4 separate regions of the Sus scrofa genome follow, and all the other regions are linked to region 4. Evidence: chromatin contacts called from public HiChIP or PLAC-seq and promoter capture Hi-C data. All regions are on one chromosome and are shown on one strand. The core of a region is the stretch at or near the end of the contact, and the rest is flanking DNA. Distances in the headings are between cores, read along the strand shown. Region 1 holds the start of LSM12 (protein LSM12 homolog). Region 2 holds the start of TMEM101 (transmembrane protein 101). Region 3 holds the start of C12H17orf53. Region 4 holds the start of GPATCH8 (G patch domain-containing protein 8).

What was found. Promoter capture Hi-C pulls out the DNA fragments that hold promoters and counts their contacts. HiChIP or PLAC-seq counts read pairs in DNA pulled down with a chosen protein or histone mark.
Region 1: a contact with region 4 is called in a promoter capture Hi-C map of liver, with 3 times the contacts expected there. The contact joins the promoter of LSM12 here to the promoter of GPATCH8 in region 4. A contact is called at or near these places in 1 of 5 promoter capture datasets (liver), 1 of 47 Hi-C or Micro-C datasets (embryonic fibroblasts) and 1 of 2 datasets of contacts at active chromatin or transcription factors (alveolar macrophages).
Region 2: a contact with region 4 is called in a promoter capture Hi-C map of fetal liver, with 4 times the contacts expected there. The contact joins the promoter of TMEM101 here to the promoter of GPATCH8 in region 4. A contact is called at or near these places in 2 of 5 promoter capture datasets (fetal liver and liver) and 1 of 2 datasets of contacts at active chromatin or transcription factors (alveolar macrophages).
Region 3: an H3K27ac HiChIP or PLAC-seq map of alveolar macrophages shows a contact between it and region 4. The contact joins the promoter of C12H17orf53 here to the promoter of GPATCH8 in region 4. A contact is called at or near these places in 1 of 47 Hi-C or Micro-C datasets (liver) and 1 of 2 datasets of contacts at active chromatin or transcription factors (alveolar macrophages).

What each region holds. Positions count from the first base shown.
Region 1 is chr12:19,126,330-19,131,039 of Sscrofa11.1, forward strand. LSM12 (protein LSM12 homolog) reads left to right here and starts at 2,301. Exons shown (of 5, transcript XM_021066900.1): 1 at 2,301-2,512; 2 at 4,561-4,694. The coding sequence starts at 2,389.
Region 2 is chr12:19,164,354-19,168,412 of Sscrofa11.1, forward strand. It overlaps TMEM101 (transmembrane protein 101), which reads left to right and starts at 1,280. Exons shown (of 4, transcript NM_001244685.1): 1 at 1,280-1,422; 2 at 1,744-1,924; 3 at 2,764-2,910; 4 at 3,633-4,059. The coding sequence starts at 1,286. The coding sequence ends at 3,941.
Region 3 is chr12:19,075,835-19,080,218 of Sscrofa11.1, forward strand. It overlaps C12H17orf53, which reads right to left and starts at 2,043. Exons shown (of 11, transcript XM_021066897.1): 1 at 1,957-2,043. It overlaps HDAC5 (histone deacetylase 5), which reads left to right and starts at 2,076. Exons shown (of 27, transcript XM_021066892.1): 1 at 2,076-2,306.
Region 4 is chr12:18,774,528-18,778,764 of Sscrofa11.1, forward strand. GPATCH8 (G patch domain-containing protein 8) reads left to right here and starts at 1,977. Exons shown (of 8, transcript XM_021066861.1): 1 at 1,977-2,136. The coding sequence starts at 2,092.

The sequences.
Region 1 (4,710 bases), core at 1,051-3,550, 350 kb after region 4:
GCTGTTCCGGGTCAAGGGACAGACTAACCTGAGGGTCGGTGACGCGCCCAGGGTCCTTCCTTTGCTGCTGTGAGGATGGATATGTAATTTTTAGGGCCAGGATCCTTCCAGACCAAACCTTTCTCCTCCGCTACCGCTACCCTCCAAAGATATTTGGAGATCTTCTGGAGATCGAGCTAGGCATCTCCGGTGGGCGCTGAAGTGGGAGGCTGAGTTGGCACACACTGCTGGCTAATCGGTTCAAGCCTCCACTGCTTGAATTCAAACGCTGTTGATTTAGAGGCTGACAGATAAGCCTCTTGATCTTGAGAAGTTGTCCCTAAAGGCTTACACATAGCAGTCTAAGTCACACTTCCTCCCAGTTCTAAGCTTGCCTTGCTCCTCTCCTTTTGTCATTTTGCTTTCCAAAACCCCGCTGGGCAGATAAACCATGAGATAGTAGCTAGCTTGGTAAGGGAAGAGGAGGGGCACACACCCACGACAAAAATTGGAATAATCCTCTGAAGGAGCACACACAGAAAATAGAAATCTCAGCTATTCCAGGCGAGGTCTTGCCTAAAGGCAGAGGTGAGGTGGGAGGAGACTGCTGAAGTGGTTCCTTCCTACCTCAAGCAACTTTGTTCTTGGAGAGTGTTTTGTTTTGTTTTTTAAGGGTGAAGATGAAAATGTAAATCCGGGTTTTTCTTGGAAAGATTAATTTCACTAATTAAAACGGTGTGGGGAAGGGAAGCTAGATAAAAAAAATCTCATTTCACTCCTTTGCTAAATGTTTTTCAATTGCCCCAAAGGAAAAAAAAATTCAATTTCCTAAGTCTTTGAAAGTTTGCTTGGGCTCTAGCCACACAAATTTTACCAGCCCAGTCTCACACTGTTTCCTGATATTTCTGAGCTGCCTGATATCACCAAGCTCTCTTCTCTCAGGGGTCCTGGCATCTGCAGTTCCCTCTGCCTGGAACATGGCCACGCTCTTTCGCCGCTTATCCTTCAGGTCTCAGATTTTTTACTTCTTCCAGGAATCTTTTTCTAACAGTGCCTGGCAACCATTTATGAAAATCAACAATGACAACATTGCATAAAAAGTGGAGTGGCAGTTATTTATGACTTATGGGGGAGACATGAAGATTCTCTGAAAAACGCAAGGATGAGGGATTTGAATGTTTATTTCTATTAAAATGATTATACTAATATTGACCCAACATTAGGAAGTTGATGGCTCTTGCAAGGCAAGGAAAAATTTTTGAACTTTGTTCAGGTTAAGAAGTGTCAGGTCTGGCCCTTTGTGTCCCTCCCTCTGCCTGTTGTTATTTAGACGTGAGGCTCCAGAATTTCTATAGTGGAGGGGTAGATGGGTTAGGGATGGTAATTTGCAATAGTAGGGCTTGAAAATGCATCTGCATGGTACTTACACGTTAGGAAAATTGTTTTTGATCTTAGATAGTCATTAATAGGGAGCCCCAAACTCCTGCTCCATGGCTACAGTTGTCCCTACCACTGCTCCTCACTCTTTGCTTGGTTTTCTGGAGGAGGGGACAAGACCGGAGATGGGGAAGAATTTTGAGTTCCAAGGGTGAGGGGTGATGGCAGAGATACTACCATTTACTAAGGACCTACTACATGCCATGCATTTGTACTCGTTATTTTTTTTATCTTCCACTCCTCCCAAAGTCTCTATGAGGTATTGTCTAATATAGCATAGCAGTAAATAGCACTCTCTTTGGAAACAGGTAGATGGAATCTTTGCTAGTTGTGCGACCTTGGAAAAAGTTTAGCCTAAGACTTAGTTTCTTCATCTATAAAATGAGAATATTGACTTCTACATCGAAGGGTTGTTGGGTGCTCAATAGCGACAATACATACGGAGTAAAGAAACAGGATCAGGTTTAATAATTTGCTCAAGGTCATATAACTCAGTGGAATACTGATTCCAGTTTAGCCAATTCGACAGCCAAAGTCCTTTCCACTACCACTTTATAACTAGGTATAATCGTTTTGAGCAAGTTTTGATGAGTTTTCTGGGACTTCGATTCCTCATATGTAAAATACAGAGTTCATTCATTAAACTCTTGCGTCTAGGCGTGAACGTAATGAAGATTGCAGTTCCCTCCTCCTTCCTTTTTTTATTCTACATAGGTCATTTATCTTTAACTTCTAAAATGGACCCTGCAAACACTTCACCAAGTGGGCGCAGCTGCACAAACATAATTATTTAGATTCCTCTTTATTTCCTCGTCTACCCTCTTCCACCTAGGATCCCGCCCCACCCAACCCAGGCCACGCCCTGGCGTGTGACGTCAGCACGCCTCGTGCGTCGCGGCGCGGCGCTCACTGGGGGCCCGGCTTTCGCCCGCTGCTGCCGCCGCTGCCGCCGGCCGCGGCTGCTCTCCCAAGATGGCGGCTCCTCCGGGCGAGTACTTCAGCGTTGGGAGCCAGGTGTCGTGCCGGACGTGCCAGGAGCAGCGGCTGCAGGGCGAGGTGGTAGCCTTCGACTACCAGTCCAAAATGCTGGCTTTAAGTATCCTTCCCTGCGCGGAGCCCAAGGCCGGGCCGGCGTGTATGTGCGGTGGTGGTGGGGGGGCGGGGGACGACAGCGGTGGCTGGGGCCTCTCCGGGCCTAGGGGCGACCGGCTACCGCGGCGCTCGGAGCGCATGCGCGCGGCCCTGAGCTCCCCTCCCCCTCTCGCGGGTCCCTCGGTCCGCGGTGGGGACCCTGTCCCCCACGCGTTGTGGGAGCTGGGCCCCGTACGAGGGTGGGTGGGTGGAGGGGGCTTGACACGCGGGTGGCTTTTCGGGACGAACGCTAGGAGAGAGGACACAGTGATTAGAAGAGGGGTGGTCGTGGGAGGGGGCTGGGGAATGGAGCCCGGATGGAGGCGGGGAGGGTAAAATCCTGTGGGGACGGGGTGTGCAGAGTAAGGAACTGCTAGTGGGACAAGGGTATGGAGTTTAGGTGGTTTGTCTGCTGATGGGATTTCGTCCAAGAAAGGGCGGTGGGGTAGTGACCAAATGGGTCTCTCCTTTTTGGGGGGAGAGTAAGTGCAGGATAGGAGTTTGTATCTGAACTGGGGATGGGGCTTGTTTTCCTGGTGCTTGTGTGTGTGCTTGTGGTGCCAGTGGGGGCGGGGAGTGCTGAATTTTGGGCTTCTCAGTCATATGGAAATTGCTATTTTGGGGATGTTTGTGTTGGAAACCTGGTGCAGAGAGAGGACCACGTTTTTCGGGGGCTTATGTATCGATGTATGGGTTACAGGTGAAAGAGTAAGTTATATTCTCTTGCTCAGCCCAGCGCATGGAATCCTGATTTTCCATAGTAGTAGCCTTCCCTTTGGAAAGTGGCAGTGTTAGAATGGAAAAAGTAGCCTCTTCGGGGTGGAAATGATTTCTGAATTACTCCAGGAAAGTCATTCTTGGAAACAAAATACTTCCTGGTTGTAATAAATGTGCCACCCCTTCCCCTCTTATTTGAGCCACAGGTGGGTTTATTTGGCTTTTTTTTTTCTTGGAGTAATTTTTTAATGGCACCTTTCAAAAGGAAGTTTCTTTCTGAGTCAGTTGCTTTTGAGTGGCAAGTGTTTTAATTTATTTAACCACTAGTCCTAGATTTCTAGCTTAGGAAGATGTCCTTTGAAACTAATTACAGCAAGAATAGTTTTGTTTTTGTTTTTGCTTTTTTTTAGGGCTGTACCCAACAGCATATGAAAGTTCTCAGCCTAGGGGTCTAATTGGAGCTACAGCAGCTGGCCTTCTTCACAGCCACAGCAACGTGGGATCCAAGTGGTGTCTGCGACCTACACCACAGTTCATGGCATTGCCAGACCCCTGACGCACTGAGCGAGACCAGTGATCAAACCCATATCCTCATGGATACTAGTTGGATTGTTTCTTCTGCACCACAATGGGAACTACTTTGTTGTGTTTTTTAAATACAAGAATACATACCTGGATTAAAGACCATTTACATTACTGGTTTAATTGGAGGGGTTTTGGAATGAGAAATTACTCAGCTTTTAATTGATATACAGTATGCTCTTAAATGGTCAGAGAATGAGTGAGTGAGTGAATGAATGGATGGGTTAACTAGCTGGGTCACCTTGAGTGAGCTTCCTTTCCAGTGCTGTAGTTTTTTCCTGCAAAATGGGAAATCTCAAATCTGAAAAAGTGAAAAGAGCACTGTTCAGATATAGGAAGGATACCAAGAACAGAAAGTACTTGCTCTCCTGTGTGGTTCATTAGGTTCAAGGCAAACAGTATACTTACAGCATTAAAACTACGTCAAGCCTCTGCATAAAACCAGCAGAGAGAAGGTGACAGAAACCCTGTTGAGGCTTCCAATTTTGGATTGTGTTTTCCTTTGAAAAGCTTGAGATCCCTTGGTCGTGGGGTTGATCGGGAGGAAGGTGACAGGCAGAGATTTCCTGAGGAGAGCTGATTCTCCTGAGGCCACCCTCTTGCTTGTGGCATACCTTTTACACAAGTCATGTGTGAATTGTGTTTTCCATGTCCCTTTGGAATGTGTTAGTGCTCTGCTTCCCCCAATTTTCCTTAACTTTATTTTCTCACCAGAATGTCCCTCTTCCAGTGGAAAGCCCAACCACGCAGACATCTTGCTCATAAACTTACAGTATGTTTCAGAAGTGGAAATAATTAATGACCGAACAGAAACCCCTCCTCCCCTAGCTTCACTCAATGTTAGTAAGGTAAGGACTTGAGGGC
Region 2 (4,059 bases), core at 30-2,529, 390 kb after region 4:
TTCACATTGTCAGAAATGTTATTTGGACACCAGCCCTCTTCCCTTCACTACCCCCAGGGAAATGGAAACAGATTTCCCAAATTAAAAGGCCTAATGGAAGTACTTGTAGTCTTAACTTCAGTATTAGAAGATGAATTTATATGTTGCAGGGTGGGGGTGGAGGAAGATAGGTAGGGGTAGCGTTGTGGTGGCAATCCCAGAGTGCCCAGAACTTTTGCTTATTTATTCAACACATAATTACTGAGACAAAACGTAGTGGTAACACCTTGTGTTTATTTATCTATGCAGCACACAATTCATGAATGCATCTTCCTAGGCCCTGAGGATATAATAGTAAAAAAAGGAGATGTTATCCTTGCCCTCATGGAGCTCACAATCTAGTGTTAATCTAGTCATTAACAAACAAAAAAATCACAAGTATATAATTGCCAATATATCAAGTGAATCAAAGGAAGGGTGCCTGATGGTTATGAGAACATAAAATGGGCGAGCCGAGGCGTTCCCCCTGTGGCCTAGTAGGTTAAGGACCTGGTGTTTCTGCAAAAGCGGGCGCAGCACCCCTGGCCCAGGAAATTCCGTATGCTGCTGGGTGTGGCCCTAGAAAGAGGAAAAAAGAAAAAGCAAAACACCGAGGAGCTGAAAACAAAGAAGTGGGGAAGACCGGTGGAAGCCTACTGCAGTTAAACTGACAAAAGGTGGTGGTTTGGGCTAGAGTGGGAGCACCGAGCTGGAGAAAAACACACTGATTGAGATGTCTCATGTCCACATCAGCGCGCTCTCTTCTCTCAGGGGACAGCAGAAGTGCAGACCAGGGCCAGACTTCTCAGGAGTGGCTCTTAGAAGACCCTCCTACTTTGAACTTAAGCAGAAGCAGAGGGTTTCCTCTGGTGTGGGGGTTGTGTGTGTGTGTGTACACTATTGAACCCGCCATGTGCTAGGACCAGCACTGTCCCCCTTTCCCAGATATATCTTGTGAAGTGTAAGGCGATAGGGTTGGAGCCCAGGTTTAGATGCATTCAAAAGTTAGTTCGTTTACTGTTCCTTTTTCTACTCTAATTTTCAATTTTACAGCTACACGAAGGGGCCCTTAAGCCTCAGTGGGCAGAAGTTAAGGCTGAACCCCGCAGCTAGAACACTTCCCTCGGTCCAGAACTAGAGAAAGAGAGCTTTGTTTCCCGACGGAAGGGGAAAAAAAACCCTCGCGAGGCCCGGAAGTTGCGCGTTGCATTGCCCTCACCCACCTCCCTGGCCGGGGTGAGGCCGCGGCGGACTGCCCTTCTTCAAGATGGCGTCGAAGATGGGTTCGCGACGGTGGATGCTGCAGCTGATCATGCAGCTGGGTTCCGTGTTGCTCACACGCTGCCCCTTCTGGGGCTGCTTCAGCCAGCTCATGCTGTACGCTGAGAGGGCCGAGGCGCGCCGGTGAGCGGCTCCGCGCGGTCGCTGAACGTGGTGGGGGCTGTCCGGCCCGTCTCAGGAACGGGGGTGCGGTGAGGTGGGGAAGAAGTCGGGGCCCAGAAAGTTGGGACGCTTGTACTGGGGGGGATTTGGGGCCTCAAACTTGTTAGGGACTCTGGTCTGGAGCAAGGTGGGTAGCGAGGGTAGTGCGGGGTCCTAGCCATGAGGGGGGCTCTGGTTTGGGGAAGCAGTGGAGCTTGCGGGAGCTCAGGGTGTCCCGAGGCTCTTCCCGCTTCATTCTTTGCTTCATTCTGTCCTTGTTCCTTCCCACCTCCCGGCTCACAGGAAGCCCGACATCCCAGTGCCCTACCTGTACTTCGACATGGGGGCGGCCGTGCTGTGCGCTAGCTTCATGTCCTTTGGAGTGAAGCGGCGCTGGTTCGCGCTGGGAGCCGCACTCCAGCTGGCCGTTAGCACCTACGCCGCCTACATCGGGGGCTACGTCCACTACGGGGACTGGCTGAAGGTGAGCACCTCGGCCCTAGATGGGACCTCGCTGGGATGACGAGGAGCCAGTGCCCGGCACAGTTGGGTGAAGCCTGAGAAGGCGGAACCCCAGGCTTGTAGAGATTATCACAGATCGCAGAACAGAAGGATTTAGAGACCACACAAGCCTGCCTTTCAAAGTGTGGAAACTGAGGTCCAGAGGTGGGAAACAGACTTTCCCAAAGTTACACCACAGTTGGCATTACATTTACATTTAAATCCTTGGTTTAGGATGTAGTCTGTTATCTCAGACTCATAGGACAAAAAGGACCTTTGAAATATCTGATCTGACCATCTGATTTTATGAAATTTAATTAATCCTAGGGCAGCATTTAAGCCTGTAAATGCCAGAACCTGTGCTAGGCACTACATGCTTGGAGAAAAGCCTGGACTAAGGCACTACCCTCAAGGAATGGACTGTCAGTCCAGTAGGGGAGGCAGATGTGTGAATAGCTGCAGGACAGTGAGATCAGTGGTTACTTTGTGGAACAGACTATACTGTACACCAGAAAGAACACTGGGATTCAAGGGAGCAGAACTGGGGTGGGGAGGGGGGGCAATGCTTGGCATCTGGGTTCTGCCGCTTACTTTGTGTAGGACCTTGGACGACTTTATTAACCCTTCAGGGCCTCACTTTTCACTTCTGATAAAAAGAGTTATCTATCTCTGCTCTACCTGCCCACCACACTTGGAAATGCTAAGAGGGTTCATCACGTGGAGTGGGATGCTTCGAGATGGGCAGGCAGTTCTGCGCTGCGGGCAGCCAGCAGACCTGTGGTGGCTTCAGTTCCTGACTGGGGTCCCCTCGCCTCGGCCTAGGTCCGCATGTACTCGCGCACAGTTGCCATCATCGGCGGCTTTCTTGTGCTGGCCAGCGGCGCCGGGGAGCTGTACCGTCGGAAACCCCGCAGCCGTTCCCTTCAGTCCACCGGCCAGGTCTTCCTGGGCATCTACCTCATCTGCGTGGTAGGTTGGGGGAACGGTTGACTGGAGATGCTTGACGGAGTGAGCTGTGAGCCTGAGCCTGGCAGAATGCAGGGAGGTGGGCAGGATGAGGCCTCGCATGCAGTTCCTGATGACCTGGCTCCTGGCAGTTGCCCTGACCAGCTTCTGAGCCTTGGGGGACCTTCAAGAGACTGAGGGCTGGCTCAGAGTCCCTTCTTCCAACATGATGGCCACCCGGGAGAGGAGAGGGTGGATCGACCATTCAGTCCTAAGCCTGAGAGCCAGGATAGCAAGATGGCCTGCTCCTCTCACGGTTTCAGCCCCCAGAGGATTGGGAGAGGGGACAGAGGGGAGGTTTGGAGCTGATGGGGCTGCCTGGCAGAACCGGTTATATCCTGGGTGCTAGGGGAGGCCGGGGTGGATGGGGACGTGGACAGGCCCTGGGTCACTTGGCTTCATCTTAGTTCCTGGGCACCATCTCCCATGTGCAGGGTTCTGTGTTCAGAGGTGAGAGTCCTGGTCTGACTGTGGAACCTCTTCCTTTCCGAGCCCGCAGGGTGGGGAGACACAGAGGCCCCAGCCTCATGGTGTTCCCTAGCCTGAGGGAGAGACACAGAAAGCCCCCTGGGCAGAGGAGGGAGTTAGAAGCTCACCCTGTAGGTGCTGGCTTGTGTCTCGGGGAGGCCTTCCCCGGACAAGCTGCTTGGCCTGTTGGAGAGCCTCAGAGGGCGCTGTGTCTCTAGGCCTACTCCCTGCAGCACAGCAAGGAGGACCGGCTGGCGTATCTGAACCATCTCCCAGGAGGGGAGCTGATGATCCAGCTCTTCTTCGTGCTGTATGGCGTCCTGGCGCTGGCCTTCCTGTCAGGCTACTACGTGACCCTGGCTGCCCAGATCTTGGCTGTACTACTGCCCCCGGTCATGCTGCTCATTGATGGCAATGTTGCCTACTGGCACAGCACCCGGCGCGTTGAGTTCTGGAACCAGATGAAGCTCCTTGGAGAGAGTGTGGGCATCTTCGGGACCGCCATCATCCTGGCCACTGACGGCTGAGTTGCACAGCCTAGCGGGAGGCTGCAATGGGCATGCGGAGCCACAAGGGCCACCCTAGCTTCCTCCTTGCTGGCCCAGTTATGTTTATTTATGCTTTTTGGTCTGTTTGTTTGACCCT
Region 3 (4,384 bases), core at 793-3,292, 300 kb after region 4:
CCACTGAAAAACAAGCTCTGCCAGTGGGATTTAGGAATCGGCATTTTCAAGCACCCTAAATTTTTTTTTTTCCTCTTTAGGGCTGTATCTGCAGCATATGGAATTCCTAGCCGCACCACAGCAATTCCGATCGAAGCTGCCTCTGCAACCTATGCAACAGCTTGCAGAAACACCAGAACCTTAACCCACTGATCGAGGCCAGGGGTTGAACCTGCATCCTCATGGGTATTAGCCAGGTTCTTAACCTGCTGAGCCACAACAGTAACTCCCTAAAGTTTAAAAACCACCTTTCTGGGCCAGATATAGATTTCAGTGACAACACTGGAAAGCCTTTAAGCTCTCCCTTGATTAGATTTATGTTCTAAAAAAGGTTATTTTGGCTTTGGGAGAAGTCTGGGATGAATGCAGGAAGTGGATTGGTTGGAGAAGCAGCTACAGCATCTCAAGTGAGGGATGATGTGGCTGCAGACAAGGGGCAAGGATGAAGATGGGTGGGACTGGTTCATGAGATACTTTGTAGGAAGAACTTTTATCATTTATTACAGAAACATTTATGTATTTCCTTCCTTCCTTTTTTCTTTTTCAGCTGCTCCCACAGCATATGGAAGTTCCAAGCAGGAGCTGTGACCTACGCCACAGTTGCAGAGACTCTCCATCCTTAACCCACTGTGCTGGGGGTCAAATGGGCACCTCCACAGGGACAAGCCGGATCCTTAACCCACTCTGCCACCGTGGGAACGCCAATATATTCACTTTTTCTGATTAGATGAATAATACATGATAGTTACAAAATTTCAGATATACAGAAAAAGATTAAAAAGAAAGCAAAGGTAAATATTTTGCTATATATTCTTTTTTTGTGTGTGTGTCTTCTTTTTTTGCCTTTTCTAGGGCCGCTCCCATGGCATATGGAGGTTCCCAGGCTAGGAGTCCAATCGGAGCTGTAGCCACCGGCCTACGCCAGAGCCACAGCACACAGGATCCGAGCCGCGTCTGCAGCCTACACCACAGCTCATGGCCACACCGGATCCTTAACCCACTGAGCAAGGCCAGGGATCGAACCCACAACCTCATGGTTCCAAGTTGGATTCATTAACCACTGCGCCTCGACGGGAACTCCCCTGGTATATATTCTTAAAGGCTTTTTAATATGCATACATATTCAGACATATGGGTCTAGTTTTTTGGCATTTACAGTAAATGGAACAATTCTGTAGTACTTATTTGATTCCTGATTTTCAAGAACACAATATATCATGCGGATCTTTTCAGGTCAATATAGACATATCATTTTTTAATGTCTGGAAAGTATTCCACTGAATGGATGTGCCCAGGTTTATTCGCCAATCCCAGCTGCTGCTATTTAGGTTGTTTCCAACTTTTCACAGGATTATAAGGAATCTCTTTCCTTCTATACTCACTTTTGAGCACAATGTTTATTTCCCTGGAATACATTTTCGTTAGTGAAATTACTAGGTCACTGACAAACCATCTAGGGTCTATCACATATACTGTGTCCTAAGTAGTGCTGTGGAACAGGGTGGCACTGAAGCCAGGGACCGGAAGTCTTCCTTTTGAAGGCCTTGGACTCTTACAACTGTACCCTGGTTCTTCCCAGTATTTTTTTTTTTTTTCTCCCCTTGGCACAGATTTAGTGTGTGAGGTCGGAGCTGGTGTCGATGGCGGCGGGTTCGGGACCTGTCCCAGCCATCCGCTCTCAGCCTGGCCCCCAAGGTGGGGCCTCCACAGCCCTCCCAGCCCCTAGGAATCCATCCCCAGTTCCCCTCCCCCAAGGCGGGAGGGCGTGTTAAGGAGAAGCTCAGGCAGGCAGCGATTGCACCATCCACGGTTCGAAAAGGAAGTGGAGACAGCGCAGAGGAAAAGCGTGCATCCCAAAGGCTGAGCCCCTAGCAGCCAGACCTGTACCCCCGCAGCAATCCTTCCACCACTACTCACGGGGCTCCGATCCCTTGCCTTCCTCCCCTTCCCCAGCCCAACCCTTGGCTGTGTATTGGCTCTTTAAGAAGCTGTCACGGTGGCGCTGTTGGCCCCGCCCCGCGGGGAGGGCCGAGAAGGAGGGGAGGGGTTGGTGGTGGCTGAAACTGGGGGGGTCTGGGTCTATTTTTAGCGCTGGGTCGGATCACGTGACGGGAGTGACGTCTCCGAATGTTGTTGTTGGTGGCGGCGGCGAGCGGAGCCGGAGGAGCTGCCGCAAAGATGGAGGAGCCGTCGAGGAGGCGCTGCCGCTGCTGCCGCCGCCGCTGCTGCCGCCGCCGCCTGCGAAGCCGGAGCTCGAGCCGCAGGGGGTGAGCGCGCTGCACCACCCCCGATCCCACTTCCCCCCAGCCCCCCGGACGCGACGCGGCGCCCCCTCCTCCAGCCGTCGCTGCCCGCGGGCTCCCCGCGCGCGCGCCGCGCTCCGCGCCCCCCTTCCTTCCTCCTGGCGCCCGGGTGCCAGCCGGCGCCCCCTGGGAGCATCACCGGCCCGGGAGCCGGGCCTCGGGGCTACTGCGCGCGCCCCTCCCAGCCCCTCCCAGGTAGGGGCGCCTTCCCTGCAGGTAAGGGAGGGGCCCATCTTCCCGCGACCCACACCCCCGAATGGCTGGGAGACCGGCCGGGGCAGTCGGATTTGCCCTCTCCCGGGCGGCGCGTGGTGCGTTGCAGAGCGACTTGAGCCTTGCAGCCGGATTCTGTGTCGACCCCTCTTCGCTGGACACCCTTTCTTGGTACTCTGAGGTGAGGGGCGCTGCCCACCCCGCAGCGCTTCTCCCCATACCTCAGAAGGTATCCTCGATTCTGTGTCCTTGACTTCTGTGCCGGAGGAGGGGGCCTGCGGGCCCACCTTACTTCTCTCTCCCATTATTCTCATTCCCTCCCCCTTGAGGTGTTATTGCGTTTGTTCCCACCCTCTTCTCCTGTCTGACACCCTGGAACCCGAGTGAGGAAGCTGGGAGATGAAAGCTCCCCCTACTTGTCTGGGGTGGATGCCCCCCGTTTTTCATCCTGGATCTGTGTCTCATGGAGGCAGAAACACTGCCTGTGCCTTTTAACTTGGGGGAGGCTGCTTCCCAACCCCACCCTTCCCTGGGGCCCTGGGGAAGATGAGACCTGATGGGGTAATAAGTAATTAATCTGGGAGTCTGGTTGGTGGAGTGGGGTGGAGGGGAAGGTGGGAGCACCCCTCTGGGGGGAGGAGGTGACCACCTGATAGTCCCTGTTGGCCTTCTGAGATGAGATGTGTCCCAAAAGAGGGAGGTTAGCAGCTGCAGTTGCTTTTGGGGGTGCTCAAGTGAGCCACGACTCTGACAGTGACCACTGTGCTTCAGGGGCCTGGAATTAGCTTTGACGATTGGAAGTGATGCTCGTGGTGACTGGGTTCAGGGTCCAACTGGGAGGGAAAGATGGAGTCAGAACATAGGAACAAAAGGAGGCAGAGGATGGGAGGTTCAGGACTTTTAGCCAGAAGGACCCCTAACCAGCCTACTTTGCAGGACTGGGGCCTGGGGCTGGATCCTGCCCTGGGCCTCCTCAGGTTTGGAGGGTCCTCAGTCTGAGTTCCAGGTACCAGGGATCCTGAACCTGTGCTGGCTGTTGAGATGCTGGGTTGGGTTGGGCTGGGCTGGGCTGGGGATGGTGGATGAGCCACGTAGGGGGCTGCCTGCTTTTTCATTTCAGTCTTAACCTCCTTCCTGTACCTTGTAAATTCAAGCTTGGGGAGCTCTTGGTTTGCGTCTTGCCTCTTCTTGATTCCTCTCTTTGCTCTGTCTCCCCCTTGGACTTGGATCTGGGCTATGTCCAGACAAGGCAGGTGTGGGGGGGTCTCTGAGTTAGAGGGGTGGGCCCCCAGCATCTCCATTCTATCCTGGGAATATGTGTGCATGCCAGGGGCCAGACAGACAGATACCAGGTGCAGTTTATCTGGGGGGGGGGGCTGGCTGGCGGCAAGGAATGAGAAATGTTAGCTCTGTGCCAGCCTCCCCTTCCCTCTCCAGTATACCCTCCTTTGGGGCTGGATGGAGTAATTCAGAGAGGGGGGCAGCTGTATCACATGCCCCACCCACTCCAAGTAGCTGCAGAGACAAAGGTTGCTTTGCCTTCCCTAGGGGTGGCATCTTCGCTGTGTGTTTAGAAATAGGGCCTGGGGATGGGGCGGTGGGGGGGGGTAGTTTGTGTTTCTGCAGGGGGAGGGGGCATCCGCGCGCTAGGAGTTGGGGGGGAGTGTAGTCGGTGCCGAAGTACCAGCTGCTCTTTAATAATTAATTCTTCCTACTCACATCCCTTTGAGAAGGGGTGTCTGGAACACGGCATCAGGCTCAGCCAGCCTGCTGGAGGACGCACTCCTGTTGGTGGGGGAGGGGGAGAGACTGCGAGGGGGGGGCGGTTC
Region 4 (4,237 bases), core at 727-3,226:
TCATTTTGGTTCTTGATGGGAGTTATTTCTGTCTCTCCTTCAATGTCTGGTAGTCACTGGCTATCCATGCATATTCAAGAGCTGAGTGGGAGAGCTCTGTGGATGGGATGGGGCTACCTGAATGATGGACTTCTCTATGGGATACATGGGCAGGAACAAGATCTTATCTTGAGGAGACCCCACTCCTCACTCCTAGTTTTGGTATGTGTATGTTTTTTCTCACTAAGCCATTCAGTTTCTCAGAGAGGGATCCTATAGTCTCTTGCCAGGAGAAGACCTGCTCTCTGACAAGAAGGTTGCCTTTTACCAAATCTTCCCATTTTCAGCATGATGGCTCCCTCCTTAGCTGTGACACATATGTTGATGCCTCTGTGGTTCAGCCTTTTCAGAGGAGAACCCTCCCAGTTTGCTACCTGGGTGGGACTAGAGTCTAACAGCCCCTTGAACTGCCTCGTAACTAGTCCTTTTTTTTTTTTTTTTTTCTTTTCTCTTCATTGCTGCACTTGTGGCATATGGAAGTTCCCAGGCTAGGGGTCGAATTGGCACTGCAGCTGCTAGCCTACACCAAAGCCACAGCAACTTGGGATCAGAGCCAGGTCTGCAACCTACACCATAGCTCACAGCAACGCTGGATCCTTAACCCATTGAGCAAGGCCAGGGATCGAACTCACATCCTCATGGATACTAGCTGGGTTCTTAACCCACTGAACCACAATGGGAACTCCCTATGACTTTATCCTTTAAATGTCATTTTAGTGGGGTTAAGAGGAGAAGAGGTAAATGTGTTTTGTGTATCCATGGGATTCAGGTTGCCACATTTATGCACAAGTCATTTCACAATGTTTAAATTCTGAGTGTTCTGCCTCTCCTTATACAAAGAGGCAGCTCTTTTCACTGCTTAGAACTATATTCTTGGACTAGGAGTTGGGTGAGGCAAAGTGTGACAAAAGAATAGAAGATACACACATTCTTTCCAAAAAATTACCTTCATTTTGATTCTCAGGTAGAGAAAGAGTCATTTTTCCACCGTGGGATTTCCATCAGCTACTCTTTGGAAAAGCAGGCAAGTCCAGCTGTCTTTCTTATGGTTTTATGTATTTTGGCTAAGGGAGCTGGAGGGCTGGGTGGGGTGCTCAGGAAGGTCAAAAGATGGAAAAATCTGATTCATAACTCATACAAAGTCAGTGCTAGGCAGGGGCAGTAGAGATTACTGAATTCAATTTCCTTTTTTTTTTTTTTAAATGGAAGCTGAAGCCCAGAGGGCTGTAGTTGATTTGAATAGACTTTGGTCTCTTGGGAAATACTTCTCTCTAATGATCGTTAGAAAATGTCACGTTATTAGTAGTCATTGGCCCTTTGAGTGCTCCAAGGCTGCCGGGCCCCTTTCTGTTCCTTGGTCAAAGGTCTTTTCAGAGGGCGTTCTTCTCATGACCAGTCTGGTTTTTTGCTCTTGTTGCCTTTTTGGTTTTTTGGTAGCACTCGTTAATTTTTAAAATTATGTAATTATTTTATTATTTATCTGGTTTTCCCTGTAAGCACTATGAGAGAAGAGATCTTTCCTGTCTCGTTCGCCACTCAATCCTCAGAGTGAACCGGGATTCGAACCTAATAGTCTGGGTCCAAAATCCGCGCTTTCAGCCACTACATTATGCTCTTATTTGGTGAAGAAAGCAGAGGATGGGCTTCTGCGTTCCTAGGCAAGCAAGAGGGCAAGAAGACATCTCCCTACTGGGAGAAACGAGCAGGTGGAAAACATCCGCACCCAAGCGAGCGGCGCCCCCTCTTGACCTTTCTCTCCGGAAGCGCATGCAGGCCTCCGCTGCGAGTGCGCACGCGCGGCCGCCGGGGGTCGCTCTGGGTCGCGCGCGGAGCGGGGACGTGAGGGGAGGTTCCGCCCCTGGGGCAGAAGGGCGCCTGCGCCAGCGGGGCTCGGGTCGGGACGCGCAATCTCGCTCCCTCCCTCCCTCGCCTGCGCGCGCGGGTGGGCGTGGGAGGAGGCGGGGAACAGGGGAGGGGAGCGAGGGGGCGGGTGTCGCGGGAGGGACGGAGCGAACCGTAGAGCGTCGTCCTGAGAGGAGTGAAGGCGGCAAAATGGCGGACCGCTTCTCCCGCTTCAACGAGGACCGAGACTTTCAGGTAAACACGGGCGTCGCCGAGGATCCGGGGAAGGCGCTGGCCGCGCCAGAACCTCCTCATCCCCTGCTCCCAGCTCTCCACCCCCACCCCCCCGTTCTGCTCCGGCTTCCGAACCGGCTCCCTTTTCTCCCGCGTCCGATTCCTCCAGGGGCCTCCTAAGCTTGAGGCGAGGCCGCATCTCCTCTCAGCTCGTATTCTTACCTCTTAATTCAGGCGGCAGGGTTTGCGGCCTCGGTCTGTTCCGGCTGCGGCTTTGGGAGCCCCAGCCTGGCGGCTGAGTGGGGGGCTGTGCTGCCCTCGGGTGTGCCGGGCGTGTGCGGGCGCTAGGTTGGCTCCCAGAGGCAAAGGGGGGGTGGGGTGGGGGTCAGAGGGCTTGGGGCGAGTGTTGCTGAAACCAGGGCTCCCGAACCCCTGGATTTTGCTCGTACGGCTCTTCTTGGGGTTCTTCTCCCTCTTTCCTCACTGTAACAAATAAATCCCTTTCATTGTCTATTTTATCATTTCCTTGCCCGGAAAAAAGGGGCTTTATTTATCAGATGCCTTCTTGGTTAGTCACACAATGAGATTTTCCTGGGCGAAATGTTGTTGTTGTCATTAGGCCGTTAATTGGCCTTGCAAAACAGCTTGGAAGATGGTCGATGTAAGCTTAGCCCCAAATCCTACCTTGAGCGATTTGTAAGAAGCGTCATGATAACGGACTTTACAAGCAGATGATGACTAGTATCAAAGGCTTGATTTTTCTTTCCAAAGTTGCAAATGTTGTCTGGAAAAATGTCCTTGCCATGGCAGGCGTTATGGAGGAAAAAATAAAGGCCAAATGAGAACAACACGTCTTTCGGCTGTTTCGAATACCTTCCTGTTGAGCATTGTTACCGCAGAAATCTCTGCGACTAAAGGGCATTTGGTAGAGATGGGCTCTTTCTAGGGTAAAAGACATCCTCAGAGTCTCAAAGAAACCACTGCATTACTACCGCATATCCCAGCAACAGCAGTTTGGGTCTGGGGATGAACAACCGAACTCAAGTTTTTATCCCGCTGCAGATCTTTCTCAGCAACACGGGGATATTCTAGTTTGGTTTCAAAAGGCAGTTTGAAATGGTTTGAATTCCCCGGGAAGATTGGGTTGGTAAATAAACAGGTAAAGCAGTTCAGCCAACACTGTTAACAGTCTAATGCATAGAACGCTAAATGAGAAGTTTTGCAGCAGCAGTAAGGGATCTGGGGGCTGTCGAAAAGCCTTGTGATCAGGCGCCTGCTGTATAGCTGCAGCACTACACAAGATCTCAAGGTGTTTGAAGATATTATGCAAGTCCAGGGAAGTTTGAAGTAGTTCATATTAGCCGTTTCCCTGGGACATGATCTCTGGAAAAGGTGGTGGGTTTGGTTTTGTTTTTAGGGAGCACCATAAAACATGAGTAAGCTGCAGGATGTGTGGGGTTTATTGGTAGTTTTTAAAGAGACGGGTGACAACTAAAACCCTCAAATACTTTTAAGAGGAGGTAATTTGAAGGTCACTTAGTAAAATTGAAAATAGATAATATGGACAATTAAGTTTTGTGTTTGTCAGCCACAGGATTTCAGCAGTCTTAAACAGGATTTGCAGGGCCTTGACAGTTTTTGAAAACTGGAGAGCAGAGTATGAATGTGGTCACCTGAAAAAATCGAGAAAACCTCTATTTTTTTTTTTTTTCCAAGTAAAATGATTCTCTTTTCTGTTGCTTTAGTGGAGACCTGCTTTTGGTTGCTTGGTAATTCTTTGAAGATACTACATGTATTTTATTTATTGCTTTTAAGTTGGAATACCCAATTCCTACTATATTGTGTCAGCCAGGTAAATGTTGGTTTTTTTAAATTCAGACATCCTAGTATTGTGGGTAAATACGGTGTTGGTAATAAAAACCTTTTAGATAATTACAGAATGTTAGAACTTTCTATTAATTGTGCTAACATTTCTGAAAATCACTTACTTAAAAATACTTAAAAGTACTATTTTTTCATGGATGTTTTAATGTAGGGGAAAATGTAGATTGATTTTCATTAGTGATGTTACTTGATTTAAAATTATTGGAGAGGAGTTCCCGTCGTGGCGCAGTGGTTAATG